Linked DNA regions of Mus musculus: regions 1, 2, 4 and 5 are each linked to region 3. A link is a contact called in public HiChIP or PLAC-seq and promoter capture Hi-C data. All regions are on one chromosome and are shown on one strand. The core of a region is the stretch at or near the end of the contact, and the rest is flanking DNA. Distances in the headings are between cores, read along the strand shown. Region 1 holds the start of Gtse1 (G two S phase expressed protein 1). Region 2 holds the start of Trmu (tRNA 5-methylaminomethyl-2-thiouridylate methyltransferase). Region 3 holds the start of Tbc1d22a (TBC1 domain family, member 22a). Region 4 holds the start of Cdpf1 (cysteine rich, DPF motif domain containing 1). Region 5 overlaps Celsr1 (cadherin, EGF LAG seven-pass G-type receptor 1).

Evidence for each region. Promoter capture Hi-C pulls out the DNA fragments that hold promoters and counts their contacts. HiChIP or PLAC-seq counts read pairs in DNA pulled down with a chosen protein or histone mark. Capture Hi-C pulls out chosen DNA fragments and counts their contacts.
Region 1: a contact with region 3 is called in an H3K4me3 HiChIP or PLAC-seq map of pro-B cells, with 4 times the contacts expected there. The contact joins the promoter of Gtse1 here to the promoter of Tbc1d22a in region 3. A contact is called at or near these places in 4 of 39 promoter capture datasets (the HPC-7 cell line, cranial neural crest, embryonic stem cells and 1 more), 1 of 15 datasets of contacts at CTCF or cohesin (large pre-B cells), 6 of 484 Hi-C or Micro-C datasets (CD4 T cells, CD8 T cells, embryonic stem cells and 2 more), 12 of 115 datasets of contacts at active chromatin or transcription factors (the 230-238 cell line, the SCID.adh cell line, bone marrow-derived macrophages and 8 more) and 2 of 9 other capture datasets (adipose tissue and liver).
Region 2: a promoter capture Hi-C map of pre-B cells shows a contact between it and region 3, with 7 times the contacts expected there. The contact joins the promoter of Trmu here to the promoter of Tbc1d22a in region 3. A contact is called at or near these places in 12 of 39 promoter capture datasets (the 3T3-L1 cell line, 3T3-L1-derived adipocytes, the C10 cell line and 6 more), 4 of 15 datasets of contacts at CTCF or cohesin (the NIH/3T3 cell line, embryonic stem cells, large pre-B cells and 1 more), 18 of 484 Hi-C or Micro-C datasets (B cells, CD4 T cells, CD8 T cells and 8 more), 12 of 115 datasets of contacts at active chromatin or transcription factors (the 230-238 cell line, the SCID.adh cell line, acute myeloid leukemia and 7 more) and 3 of 9 other capture datasets (adipose tissue, embryonic stem cells and liver).
Region 4: a contact with region 3 is called in a promoter capture Hi-C map of adipose tissue. The contact joins the promoter of Cdpf1 here to the promoter of Tbc1d22a in region 3. A contact is called at or near these places in 1 of 39 promoter capture datasets (pre-B cells), 3 of 484 Hi-C or Micro-C datasets (CD8 T cells, Th1 cells and natural killer cells), 2 of 115 datasets of contacts at active chromatin or transcription factors (large pre-B cells and pancreatic cancer cells) and 1 of 9 other capture datasets (adipose tissue).
Region 5: a contact with region 3 is called in an H3K27ac HiChIP or PLAC-seq map of T-cell acute lymphoblastic leukemia, with 4 times the contacts expected there. The contact joins the enhancer-like site here to the promoter of Tbc1d22a in region 3. A contact is called at or near these places in 8 of 39 promoter capture datasets (the 3T3-L1 cell line, the C10 cell line, HPC-7-derived erythroid cells and 5 more), 4 of 15 datasets of contacts at CTCF or cohesin (the NIH/3T3 cell line, embryonic stem cells, large pre-B cells and 1 more), 30 of 484 Hi-C or Micro-C datasets (B cells, CD4 T cells, CD8 T cells and 15 more), 17 of 115 datasets of contacts at active chromatin or transcription factors (the 230-238 cell line, the SCID.adh cell line, T-cell acute lymphoblastic leukemia and 10 more) and 2 of 9 other capture datasets (embryonic stem cells and liver).

What each region holds. Positions count from the first base shown.
Region 1 is chr15:85,858,419-85,861,118 of GRCm38.p6, forward strand. Gtse1 (G two S phase expressed protein 1) reads left to right here and starts at 1,289. Exons shown (of 12, transcript NM_001168672.1): 1 at 1,289-1,376; 2 at 1,586-1,677. The coding sequence starts at 1,653. Ttc38 (tetratricopeptide repeat domain 38) reads left to right here. Exons shown (of 14, transcript NM_001033337.4): 14 at 1-404.
Region 2 is chr15:85,878,070-85,880,769 of GRCm38.p6, forward strand. It overlaps Trmu (tRNA 5-methylaminomethyl-2-thiouridylate methyltransferase), which reads left to right and starts at 1,258. Exons shown (of 11, transcript NM_028063.2): 1 at 1,258-1,389. The coding sequence starts at 1,308.
Region 3 is chr15:86,213,153-86,215,852 of GRCm38.p6, forward strand. Tbc1d22a (TBC1 domain family, member 22a) reads left to right here and starts at 1,307. Exons shown (of 13, transcript NM_145476.2): 1 at 1,307-1,484. The coding sequence starts at 1,423.
Region 4 is chr15:85,810,371-85,813,070 of GRCm38.p6, forward strand. It overlaps Cdpf1 (cysteine rich, DPF motif domain containing 1), which reads right to left and starts at 1,327. Exons shown (of 5, transcript NM_197998.2): 1 at 1,269-1,327; 2 at 532-678.
Region 5 is chr15:85,907,920-85,910,619 of GRCm38.p6, forward strand. The region is part of intron 24 of Celsr1 (cadherin, EGF LAG seven-pass G-type receptor 1); the gene reads right to left. Among named protein-coding and RNA genes, the nearest start is that of Trmu, 30 kb to the left of the region's middle. Within about 2 kb of position 1,417, at least 53 of the 459 cell types and tissues checked have an H3K27ac peak or open chromatin away from gene starts, as enhancers often do. A contact at or near this core is called in the CH12 cell line, the G1E-ER4 cell line, the MNK3 cell line and 5 more, where this site is marked.

The DNA.
Region 1 (2,700 bases), core at 39-2,538, 350 kb before region 3:
CTGTGGGCTGGTGACAGTGCCTTCTCTTTGCCCCATAGCCCTTGGCACTTGCCCTTGCTATTGAACCACTTTGTGCTGTGATCTCTGGTATTCAATGGCTTCCATTGAATGCCTTGTCTGTAAAAGCTGGTATGTGTAGGCTTTCATGAAAGAAGGCATGCATCTGCCAGGGACAGGCGACTGATCTTAAAGGGAAATGTGTATGCGTCTGGAGAGATGGCTCCATGGCTGAGCACTTGCCGTTCTTCCAGATGACCAGAGATCAGTACCTAGCGCCCACGTAGAGCCTGTAAATCTAGCCTCAAGGGACCTGACACTCTCTTCTGGCCTCTGTAGGCACTTGCATACCTGTACATACGCACACGTCGGCAAAAAAAATAAAATAAAAATATTTTTAAAGCCAAGAGAAAATGTAAATAGCAGTGAGTTACTATGGGTATGCTTTCCTGAACATCTACTATGACCTGATATGATACAAAGAGAAGTGTTGGTGAACTTTACTGCCCAGTGGATAGCCCCAGGGATGCAGGGATTTCATGCACAGGAGCTAAAGGCTTGGACCACAGATGTGACTGCCACCGTGGTCTTGCGCCCCCCCCTCCCGCCCCCGGTGTGAATCAGAAAAGCCTGGCCCTTAAAATTCCAGATACACAGAACCGGTCACCATCCCCAGCCGGTGGGAACCTTGGGTCCGACGAAGCCAGCTTGCCTACTAGTGAGCCAGACCTGGCCGATGTGTAGAGACGACATCCAGACTTGATGGCCTTCTTGATGGCTATCCAGGCCAACCCTGGACTTCCTTGAACCAACAGACCTTGAAGCCAGTTTCCTGCTCATTGCTATCCAAAGGCATCTAACATATTGGCAGCAAAGAAGTGCTAAGACCGGCTCTGTCACTCTTCTGCATTTGAGGGAAAAGGGAGGGCCTGCACACCAGAGTACAGGAGAGAGGCCTTAGGCTGCAGAGAGTACCCGGACGCATGAGAAATACTGGAGATACCAGGACAAGCACCGGAGAGAGTCGGGACAAATTCCTTCCTAGCTGCCTGACCATCTCCTATGCCCCACCATCACCGCCTCGGTCCCTTTTGCTAGCACAGCCACAGGCGGAACGCTTAAATCCTTTCTGTGTCTCCGGAGGAGGAGAGTCATGGGAACTTCCGGTGGGAGTTTCCTGCGCCCAGCGGAGCCAATCCGTGGCTTGGAGTCTTGGGCATTGGTCTTGTACATCAGCACTCTGACTACATTTCCCAGGCTGCACCGAGAGCGTCTCCTGTTTAAACAGGCCAATCGGCGGCCGGCGGAGCCGGGCGCCGCGTTTAAACCGGTGCCGGAGACCCAGCTGGATTTTATGCCTTCCCGGTCAGAGGCGAGGGGTAAGGAGTGGTCGTAGCGCTGGTCCCGGAGAGTGGGGAACCGGGTCCCGAGCCGCAGAGATCCGGGGAGGACGGGCTGCGGTGCCAGCTCTGCAGCTCAGAGCCGGAAATCCGTTACCCCGCCTCGGGGCGCACAGTCTGGGAAACCGGGAGCAAGTTGGGGCTTGCCTCTGACTTGCCTAATTCTCCCGTCCCCTTGCTTCCTGCAGCGAACTCTGTGGAAGGAGGAGACGGCCGCGACGTGCCTTCGGCCAACCAGTGGAGAGAGAGGTGAAGATGGATGCTGGTAGTAAAAAAGAAGGTAAGTCCTTTCTGTTCGTAAGGCTGTTCTGGAGTGTATTCCTTTTCACCCCAAACAAAATAGAGAGGGCTACAACAGATCAAAGAAACGAAGTCTGGATTGATAAGCAAATAAATTTAACTGAAGTTACTTACAAGGACATTAGCAATTCATAGCTCCACCACCAAAGAAGCCCCTACAACATCCCCACCCACTTTTTAAAACCACTTATGTAATCTTAAGAGGGGCCTCCCCCCACTTCCAGAAGGGCTTTAAGTGGGGGTCTTAATCTTGTGAGGGTCTCCTGTGGTTAATCACAGTTGCTGTGCTATCAAAATGGCAACAGCTTTCTCTTGCACTGAGCGCAGAGTCCCTCACTCCACCCATTCCCCTGTGGTTCATTCTTTTCTCCTCCACTGACTTACTTTGTTTGCTTTTCCTTTCTTGCTTGTTTTTTTGAGCCCTCACTTTGTAACCCGGAACTCACTCTGTAGTCCAGGCTGGCCTTGAATTCATCGAGAGCCACCTTCGGAAGCCTTCTGAGTGCTGGCAAATTCTTTGAAAAGCAAGACTTGCTACGTGGTGGCTGCACACGCCTTTAATGCCCCAACTGCAGAGGCAGGCAGATCTCTTGAGTTTTATTTCAAGGCTAGCCTAGCCTGGTCGACAGAGTGAGTTCCAGAACAGTTAGTTCTCTTTGTAAACCTACACAGTGAAACCCTGTCTAAAAGAGGGGAGGAGGAATCTTTACGATGACTTGGTTTGTGTGTGTGTGTGTGTGTGTGTGTGTGTGTATGTGTATGTGTGTGTTTGGGGGTGGTAACCAAGGTGTGCAAGCACCTGAGGGTCCCAGGGCTTGAACTCAGGTCATCAGATGTGGTGGGAAGTAACTTTGCTCCCCTGAGTCTTAGAGGGTTGATGTGGGTTTACAATTATTTTCTCCCTTTTAGGGCTGAGCACTGGGCCTTTGCACCCTATCAGGTTATGTATCCTCTTTGACACCTTAGGAGACTGCTTAACACAGTGATGCCCATTATAAGAAGC
Region 2 (2,700 bases), core at 8-2,507, 340 kb before region 3:
GGAATTTTGACAGGAACTGAAGCAGAGGCCATGGAGGAACACTGCTTACTGGCTTGCTCCGCATGGCTTGATTAGTTTGCCTTCTTTTACAACCCAAGATCACCTGCACTGGTGTGGCTCTCACATCAATCAACAAATCTCACAGACTTGTCTAAGGGCCAATCTAATGGAAGCATTTTCTCAATTGATGTCCCCCCACCCCTAGCTTGTGTCAAGTAGACAAAAATTCTAACATAGGTTTGTCTGGTTTCTGCTACTTTGTGGTTGGCCCTATCATAGGTTCTGGTAGGAAAAGTGAGATTTGCTATACTAAATGCCCATACCCAAGAAGGGAGGTCCTGGTCCTCAAGGCTAGAACACTCCACAGACATGACCCCCTGCCCTTTTGTCTCTCTCTCTCTCTCTCTCTCTCTCTCTCTCTCTCTCTCTCTCTCTCTCTCTTCTCTCTCTCTCTCTCTCTCTCTTTCTGTCCCAGGACTCGTATCTATTTTCTTCCAGCAGCCACTCAACATCTGTCATGTGCGAGGCCCCCCACAATCAATTCAGGAAGAGCCACAGCTCCAGCCTGAGGTCCCCAAAGCATCCACTCGTTAGAGCTGATCCCCGCAGAGTGCTCGTTCGTCCTCCAAGAATGGCCCACGAAACAAACACTCTTAAATCACAGGCACCAGGATGAACAGGTGCGACTCCAAACTCTCCCAGTCTTCCGTGGCCCATCCTTCCCAGCTACTGTCTGGGTCTGGTTAACTACGCTCCCATCCCCTACTCCAACCCGTTGACTGAGCTGCTAGCAAAGCCTTACTGAGCAACGGTCCACTATGCTTTGTCCTCCACTGGCTCTGCACCCGCCAGGCCCGCAAGCATCTAGAATCCAATGAGAACGTGTTGACAGCCCTGTCCCTCCAGCGGGTAAACAGGAGGAGCCAGCGGCCGACACAGCATCTCGACCTTGTGTGTGCCCAGGAACGCCTTTGAGACCTCAAGCCCGAGCGGAGGCTGTTCCTGGTGCAGCTGACCCAGGAGCGCCAGCTGAGCACAGAAGAAAACGTCGCAAGGGCAGCGAGTGGTGGCTAAGAAGCCGGACCCGACCAACTCATCGCTGGCCTATCTGGGACATGCTGCCACCTAGTGCTCCTCGGCCGATCCGCCGCGCGGAACCCAAAAGCCTGCAGAACACTGGGTGAGCGGAGCACGTTTCCCGCCGGGTGAAGAGTGAGGACGCCCCCCCCCCCCGTCCCCCCCGTCCCCCGGAGGCTGGGACTTCCGGCGTAGCTTGGACGCAGCCAGAAAGCTCGCGGTGTAGCCTGATGTCGGCGCTGCGGCACGTCGTGTGCGCCCTGTCTGGCGGTGTGGACAGCGCGGTGGCGGCGCTGCTGTTGCGGCGGAGAGGTGAGGCCAGGGTTCCTCACTGGGGACAGGAGCTTGGGCTCCTCCAGGTCTGAGGCCTGGCCTTTTGCAGACTCCGCGGGCCTCCAGGCGAGGACACCGCCAACTCTAATGACAAAATCACTCCAGTGTTCTCCTTCGTTGGATGACAAACTTCACTCCGAACAGCTACCAGTTCTTCCTGACTTGTAGATGTAGCCTCATGGGTCCTTAGGGTTCGGATCTGATTCCAACGACCGGTGTACATTCCTCCTGCTGTGTGGCCCCACCTTGTGTCAACCTCTCCGCATTCACCTTGGCGGCTTTTAATGGAGTCCCCCTCAGCCGTGGATCATCTTCCCCGGGGCACGCGGGGTGCAGAGGCGCGGGGCCAGGAGCCTGGGCTTGGGCAAGTTAACTAAGCACCCCCCAGTAAAAATGGGATGACCCGTAATATGGGATGACTGGAATGATTAAATGGCACAGTATGTATTGAAAGGGTTAGCTATACAATGTGAGATATATCGGAAAGCAGGAGCGATTCTTTTATAATCACAGCTGTTATGACAGAGTAAAAGAGCCACAGGATACAGGTGTGTACTATGGTGAGAAAGGAAGAGGGAAGCATTTCTCTACAAAGAACTGGCTGCAGTAACACAGGCAGGAGGCAGAGGAGAGAGTGCCGGCCAGAATAGGATATAGTGGGGTTAGTGAAGCTGACGGTATTAAGGAATTTGGGGTAATGTTGAGTAGGCAGTGTGAGTCTTTGAAGGTTTCCAATGAGAACTGTGTAACTAGATGCTTTGGGAAGTGGCAAAGGTTGGCATCATTCTTACAGATTTATCTTTTACTACTAAAGGGAGATCAACTGCTGCCTAGTTTTTATGTCACATTAAAACTATGTGACATGTTAGGGTCCTCTGGTAGGAGGGAACCTCAGCTGAGAAACTGTCATCACCCTGGCCTGTAGGCTAGTCAGTGGGGCCTTCTCTTAATAATTGGTGTAGGAAGCCTCGTTCCATTAGGAGTAATGCTATCTCTGGGCAGGTGGTCCTAGGTTTTATAAGAAAACAGGCTGAGCAGGCCAAAGAAACAAGCCCATAAGCAGTATTCTTTTATAACCTATGATTCAATTCTGCCTTCAGGTTCCTGACCTGAGTTCCTGCCCCAGCTTCCCCTGATGGTAGACTGTGACCTTTAGGGCCAAATAAATCCTTTCCTCTCCAAGATGCTGTTGATCGTGGTGTTTATCATAACAGTGGGAACCTAGCCAAAACAAAGGCTCTCTCCCCTCAGGCTGCTACATCTAACTTTTACCCTTCCTTGGATTTTTTT
Region 3 (2,700 bases), core at 57-2,556:
GAGCCCGGTATTGTCATCCAGACAGCAAACATTTGGGATGTACTATTTCAGTTCCTAAGGCTCCGGCTGTGCAGGAAATGAAGAGGAACAGGTGCCACCCCTTTCTGCAGAGTCAAAGTGGAGTCAGGTAGCTGCTGCAGTCTAAAAGGAGCTGCAGAAGGCTTTACTCTTAAAGAATGGGAACAAAGTTGAGATACAGGGCTCTAGGCCATTGACCCTGCTCTGAGTACTGAGGATAAGTCTGGCATACAACTGGGCTAAGCTATATAAGGTTCTTTAGTGTGATTTCTTGCATCCACCATGTGCTAACCCAACACCACTTTCAATATGTCTAGAAGTCTGGGTCTTGAGAATATAGTCAGGGCCTGGGTTAAACAGGAAGACCATATCAAAAGCAGAAAAAGTGCACGAGACAGCTGTCGTGAATATGTTTCTCAGTAGTAAAGGCCACAAGTTGGCATTACCAGTGTTTCACTAAAGCTCCGGCCTGAGATGCCAGCCTCTCACCCTTGAGTCTAAGATCATAGAAATTTTACACCAATCACGTAAGTAATTTCAAGTAGCTACACTACACAGCAAAAAGTGAAAGTAAACATAACAATATATTCTACAGAACCCAATATATATAAAGTATCATTTAATGTAAACTTATAATTAACATTTCCGTATTAAGATTTTTGGATCTTGAATGTATCTTACAATTAAGCACACTTTACTGCGGTCTTGGAAGCACGCAAGCGCCGGCAAGATGAAGTCTTCGTGTCTCCGTGCCTATTCGTTTTTCAGCTGAAGCCCAGGCAGATCCCCGCCATCGCTTCAGATGTGCTCCGGTGGAAGTCGCTTCCTTCACCTCACTGTGCAGTGTTTACTGATCCGGGGTCAATGCCCTGGCGATGAGGCTTGGACCACACTACAGCGGGAGAAGCTCTCCATCCTCCCGCTCGCCTGTCCGCCCGCAGCAGGGTCCCGATCTGCCTGTGCTCCTTCTGGTTCTCGGTACTTGCTGGTTGGCTGCGAGCAAATAAGACCGACTCGGACCCCAGACGCACGCGGCTCCGGAGTTCATGGCCGGGGATCAGAGGCCGGGATCCAGAGACCTCAGTCCGTGCCGCTCGACCCGAGCGCTCTCAGCGCCGCCAGAACATACGCAGCTCGCAGACTCCGCTTTCCTCCCTGCGCTACAGCCACGCACATATCCCAGCGTCGCCTTCTCATGGCGTCAAGCACTGCCCGAAACGAAGGCGGGACTTCCGGAATCGCCGAGTCACAACTTCCGGACGGAGGCGGAAGCGCCTCTCGGCTCTACGCTTCGGAGTCCTGGTGTCTCTGAGGGGGCCGCCGGGGCACAGGAGAGGGCCGCTGGAGGTGTGGCCGACCGCTCTCGGGTGTCAGGGTTGCGGATCTGAGGGATGAGGAGCGGCCATGGCCAGCGACGGGGCCAGGAAGCAGTTCTGGAAGCGCAGCAACAGCAAGGTCCCGGGCAGGTGGGTGTGACGGGGAGGACCCGGTCGGGGTCAGGGGTCAGAGGTCAGGTGGCCGTGCTGTCCCGTTGCAGTGCGGGTGGCGTAGGAGTCTGGGGAGGAGAACCTGGCTCCTAGGAGACTGTTGGGCTATGTGAGGGGCTAGGGGAGTCGGGGTCGGCAGTGGGCGTGTGGGAAATGAAAGGTGACAGTGGCCGTACCAATGAGCAAGGAGGACGAGGAGCTGCCCCAAGTGCTTCCAGAGCCTGGCAGGCAGGTTCTCTCCTGCGAAACTCCATGACTCCCTGGGGAAGCTGGAAGAAACTGACCCAGGTCATGCCCTGGAGAGTTTGGTTGAGTCAGGAAACTGGCCAGGGAGAGGCAGTGCCTGCAGGGGAGGTCGGTCTCTTCGGGGTGCATAGTGGTTTGAGCACTTGGGTTTTCGTCTGTCACATGTGGGCTGATGCTTTTCCTTTGAGCGTGGAAGCGCCTTGTGAATTTCTGTGGTCCCACCTTCTGGCCTCTGGACACCGGTCTTTTGACAGCAACAGGAAACACAGAATAATAATAAAAACACCTGGGTGCAGTCTGGAAGCTATCGAGCTCCAAAGTCCTTCTGTGATTGGTTATGTGGCCTGATGCCTCTCTAGGTCTTAGGGAGTGAAGAGACAGTACCCGGAAATGTATTTCAGAAAACTCCATCACAAGATTTCAAACATAGTTTATTCTGTTTTCTAGCCAAAGTCTCAGATATGAAATTTAAGATTCTAACATTAGCCACCTCTCCAGTCCTGAAGGTTTTGACATTGAGGTAACTTAAGTAGAACCATTCGTGAGCTCGGAAAATGGTCTGTCTTCCTGTGCTTCCTAAGAGACACCATTGTGTGAATGTTAAATTTGTAAACTCGGATATCCACTGTATTCAACCACAAAATGTGCTTTTCAAAGTGGCTGGGGCTTGGCACGGGTTACTGACTGCTGGGCCACAGTGACTTGGGAGATGGAGGAAGTCCTCAGAGGTACCCAGACACTGTATTTTTTACAGGACCTGGACTGGGCTTGCTTGAATAGTTAAGAACTTTTATAAAAGCTATTATTATAGTTTATGATGAGTAGAAGGTCCTACTGTGACAGGGATAAACACGTTGAGCCTAGTGCCAGATAAACAGAAGCATGTGGCAGTGTGACTTCTGTTGTTGCCTTCACATCTCGAGACTCAGTTCTTCTTCTTCCTCCTCCT
Region 4 (2,700 bases), core at 77-2,576, 400 kb before region 3:
GTGGCTCTGTGCCTATTTTGGTCCTTGGCAGCAAAGCTGTTTCTTTGCTCTTCCTTGTGGTCTCAATCTGAGTTATAAACTGGGGTTTGTTGGTAAGGTGGTAAAGGTAAAGGCAGCATTGTGGACACGTATGCTTGGCTTGTGCTGCTTGGTGCTGAATCAACCCAGTAAGTGAAGTGGGTTTGCCTTTCCTGTTCTTCTGCTACACTGGCTACGCATTTACTTGTGCTTAGGTGTACTGGCCTCTCTGATACTATTTAAGGACAGATTCACGTGCCTCCTGCCGCCTCCCTTCACTGGACGCAAGAATCTGCTCTTGCCATAGAGCATACTTTCCTGCCCTACCAAAGTTAGTCTGAAACTTTGGTCCCCTTGAAAGATCCAGGCAGATGAATTTATACAGCAATCACAGCCTTTCCCAGGTCAGTTTACAGGAAAGTTATAAAGACTTCAGTTCTGTCCTTCGTCTTACCCATCAGCACCCAGGGCATGCTGGAAAAAAGCCCACGGTGGGTGTTTCTATTGGCTCACCAGGAGGTTGGGGTGGGGAGGTGTATCCTAGTCCACTTGATAAGGCTGCATTCTTAACTGTTTGATGGCACTTCTATATTCAAGGCCTTGGAGGCCCCGCCTCTCCGTAAATTGCTGGGTCAGTGGTCTGATGGCAACAGCAGCTGTCTGATGAGTTCGAGAAAACGCGATTCTTGGATTTGTATCGAGCTGTATCGGAATTCCTACTAGCCTTTCAAAGTTCCCATCCCCAGCTCCAGCCCCAGCTGCGCGCCCGCCTCTAACCCTTTGCGTCCTACAGAACCGAGCTTTGGAGCCAGAAAGGAGCATATGTGCGCCTTGGAAACTGACAGATGTCCCGACTGACGTCTAAAACGGAAATTCTATTTTGGGTGTGCGCGAACCTAGCTAGTGGTATCTTAATTCGCACGTCACAGGCCCTCGCCGAGGCTGCTGGGCGCGCTGCCCTTGCAGCAGGTGACAGTCAGGAGACAGTCCCAGGATAGTGGGACTCCGCCAGAGCCTCCTCCTCCCGCTCTGAGTCTCCCCAGGTCAACAGGGCTCCGCCTGGCGACCATATACACCACGGTCCGAGCCACCCGCGCACAGCCCTCCCCGTGCTGGGTGTCTAACGCCTCCCCCACCCCCACCCCTCGGCTTCCAGAGGCACCGAGGACAGATCCAGCGAGCCGGAACACAGAGGGGACATTTCCAGCTAGCCACGCGCGTTCCTGCAGCACACTGCCCCGCAAACTCACCACCTCCCCTCCGGGACCCCCAGAGCGCCTGCGTGGCCCGCCCACAGTACTAGTTCCGCCTCACTGCGCCTGCGCGGCTCCGCCCTAGCTCCTCTGAGGCTCCGCCCTCGATCCATGGCATTTGTGCAGCCCAATCTCATCACCCGCTGAAGCTCCGCCACACTACCGGTTTCCCCCGGTTTGCCTCATGGCGCCTAAGCAACTCCACTCTGTCCCAGCCTCCTTAAGCAAGAAAAGCCAAAAGAGCGTCCTTGCCGGGGTAGAGCTTTACTGTCGCTTCCGTTTCCGCTGCTAGCTTATAGTGATTGTGGGTCGCGGCTGGAGAGCTCTCTGGGCTTCAGAAAAAAAAAACATATTCTACCTAAATCTTGCCTGGTGCACCAATGAATGTACTGGGGTTATTTTCTGGGAGAAGGGACTCAGGCAACTGCAACGTTGAAAAGTCTACCCAGTGGGAGTGATGGCCTACGAGCTGTCTCTGGGACTTTGCACGATTTGGAAGTAGTTCCACCTATCTCCTGCAGCAGTTGCTCACGGTTTTGGGAAAGGGGCTTTATGGATATTCTTAACTTAGTTAAGTTTAGTGAGCTTTCTGATTCTTGTACGTCCTGATCTGCCTCCAGGAGGGAATGTTTCCATCTACAAGAAAAGCCTATATAACACTTAACTTCTTCTTGTGACTCTTATTTACCCCTCCTGGCTAATGTTCCCTGAACCTTGGAAGGAGTTACATAGAAATCTAATTCTTTTCTTACATTCTGGCTGGGCATTGGACCACTATGCCATGGGGGTAGGCATTGGTTCACAGTTATTTAACTGGTTTTGAGTCTCCTCAGTAACTACCACAGTTTGTCAAGATGAAATTTCCTCCACACCTGAGGCAGATAGCAGCAGTAATCTATGGGTAAGAAATACAAGTATTTAGAAGGAATGTCTGTTCATTTAACAAAACAATTACAGTACTGTCCCCACTGGAGCCTATGACCACCAGCCACAAGTTTTTGCACAGGTTTATAAGGCCAAACATAGGTTCCCTCCTGTGAAGCCTCAAATCCAACCAGAAAGTGTTGTCAACATCAGTACTGGCTTACCACTATTGCACCAGGAGACATACTTTGCCTGGCACAGTGACATAATAGAATCCATAACTAAGTAGGATCCTTGGCAATAATTCTCCCTCAGCAGCCTGGACTCCCTCAGCAGTTTTAGCCTGACTTCTCCATATCCTGCAATATATAAGTATTTTCATTTAATTTTGGCATGCAGACAACAATAGTGGAAATTGCCTTTCTAGTTTCTGGGACTTAAAGGGTTTTCTTAGCTAGCAACTCATAGGGACATAGCCTGCCTTTAACGGTGTGGGCTTTCTTTTCTTTTCTTCTTTCTTTCTTTCTTTCTTTCTTTCTTTCTTTCTCTCTCTCTTTCTCTCTTT
Region 5 (2,700 bases), core at 167-2,666, 310 kb before region 3:
GGACTGAAGAGCGACCAAATCAGGCTGTTCTGCAATGGCAGGGTCTCTAGTGTCCCCAAAGGGCAGCAAAGCTCCTCTCTTCTGTCTAATTCAGCAGAAATGGCTGAGCATGACCTGGGGTCACTACCAAGAGTGCGGGTAATTCAGGAACAGGGGATGGGCAAAGCACTAGTTTTTTTTTGTTGTTGTTGTTTTTGTTTTTGTTTTGTTTTTTTTTTTTTGAGAATATTTTTGTGAGCTTGTTCTAATTTTTAAATATTTGATTTTTAATATTTATTATTATATCTAAGTACAGTGTAGCTGTCTTCAGACACGCCAGAAGGGGGCATCAGATCTCATTACGGATGGTTGTGAGCCACCATTTGGTTGCTGGGATTTGATCGCAAGACTTTCGCAAGAACAGTCAGTGCTCTTACCCGCTGAGCCATCTCCAGCCCCAGTTTGTTTTTGTTTGTTTGTTTTTAATGTATGTGTGTTCTGCTGCATGTATACCTGCAGGCCAGGAAGAGGGCATCAGATCCTCTTATAGAGGGTCATGAGCCACCATGTGGTTGCTGGGAATTGAACTCAGGACCTCTGGAAGAACACAGCCAATACTCTTAACTGTTGAGCCATCTCACCAGGCCCTACTTCAAGTTTTTATTTTAAAAACACTATGGAGTGGCATTTGCTCAGGCCAAAAGCTCCCGGGCTGAGACCTCAGCCTATGTTCCCAGAAATGCTAGCCAGTAGGTGCAGCCGGGGTTCTAGGGAGCACTTCTTCCAGGGGCCTCTCTGTCCAGTAGGAACAATGTCTTGATGTTTTCTGCGGGTCCAAGACCACAGAAGGAGGAGACTCTTCTACCCATCTGCCCTTAGCCAGACAGTGCTATGTGTCAGGCCAAAGGCCATGTGCTACAAATGAGAATGCGGCACGTGGGCTGAAGGACAGCACGCATCTCCTTGAGGAATGAGTCAGCAAGGAAGCCAGCTCTGCCTGCTGGTGTACAGAAGACCCAGCAGTGTCAGGAACAAGGTCATGGGAAAAAGGACAAGGGACAAGGGACACTGAGCTCCCAGAGTTTAGCCTAGGGAGGCATTCATATAAACCCAGCCTGAGATGTTCCACAATGAGACTTGAAGATGTAGCCCAAGGGCAGCTGCTCATGGGCCTTTTGGGAGTCAAGGCCTAGACAGAGCTTCCAGGCTAGCCCGCTGGAAGATAACGGTAGGTTTCCCAGCAGGAAGTTAAGCCAGGCAGGGTAGAAAATGAGAGGGGACAGAGAGGAAGGGGAAAACCTGGCCCTGTTCACACTGGCCACCTGGAAAAACCCAGGCCACACCCACAGCTTACCCACACCATTAACCACAGCTGCAACTGACCCCACCCACAACTAGGCAAAAGTCACCCTGGCCACAAGCACAATCTAACCCCACAGCTGGCCACATCCTCACCAAAGTCCACCCTTGACTGGCACACCCATGCATGGGGCCCACACTGGCAGCTGTAGTCCAATGTTCTGCCCTTGACCATAACCCTGTATCTTCCCAGAGGAAAGCACCGCCCCCCCCCCCACCTCACTCCCACAGATTCACAGACATAGGAGGAGAGCCATAAACTCAACCTCATCCTAGATGTGACTATGTTCAAATACCAGGTCACCGCACTCTGAGGAAAGGCAACAGAGCACAGGCTGGAGGGTACCCTGACAGAACCACCTGATGCCAGGTCAGCCTCCAAGGGTCACATGCTCTCCAGAGATAACACCCGGACAGTGCAAGGGACCTATGTGAGCACGCACACTTGTCACCTACACTGCAAAGCTGAAGACAGAAACAGGGCTACAGCTGGGGCATGCTCTCTGCTGGCATCTCAGAATGCCAGCTGTGAGGGGGCAAGCCTGAGCTGGATCCCCCCCCCCATCCCCATACGCCATTTCCGCAGTGGAAAGTGGGGCTGGCTCAGCTGGAGGAGGAGGAGGAGGAGGGTGGGAAGGCTGGCTGGCTGTTGCTTTAAATGATGAACAAATAAACCTCAAACAAAACAAAAAACCGCCATTTGAAAAAGGGCAGGAAATCAACCATAGGATCTGGCGGGGTTGTGTGGACACGCTTCTACACTAAACATACTCGCTTTTCCAGAACAGAACAAACACACACTAAATCATTTCAGCCTGTCAGGCTTCTGGGAGATAAACGGCCTCACCTGGAGATACGAATGGGAGTTTAGATAAAACTCAGAAAACCTGGGCACCGTGCCAAGCCCCTGCCACCACACACTGTCCTCCTGGGGTGCATTTGCCTGCTCTGTGCCCCCCTGGTGCCTGGAAAGCTCTCATGCCAGCAGGGGCCGAGTCAGAAGTGAGCCTTGGCCTCTCAGTGAGCTGCATGCCGTGCTTAGCAGCAGGGAGTGGCTCGAAGCTGTTGACTACTTTTCTCTATCCAGACCTTGAGAAGGCACACCTACAGGACCCCAAAATGAGTCTCAGCTTGCTGAGCCTTCGAACGGGCCTCCCATGTCCACGCCTGGGAGATGAATCCCATATCCATGCCCGCTCTGGGAGGAATAATATCTGGCCTTGGAGGGTGGCAAGGAGGTTTGGTCCTGGTTCATCGGATCCAACCCTGTGCTACTGTGACCCTACAGGAAAGCCACCAGGTTCATCAAGAGGACTGGGTCTAGGATGGCCCAGGAAGCCATGCCTAGGAGGTAGCAGGGTC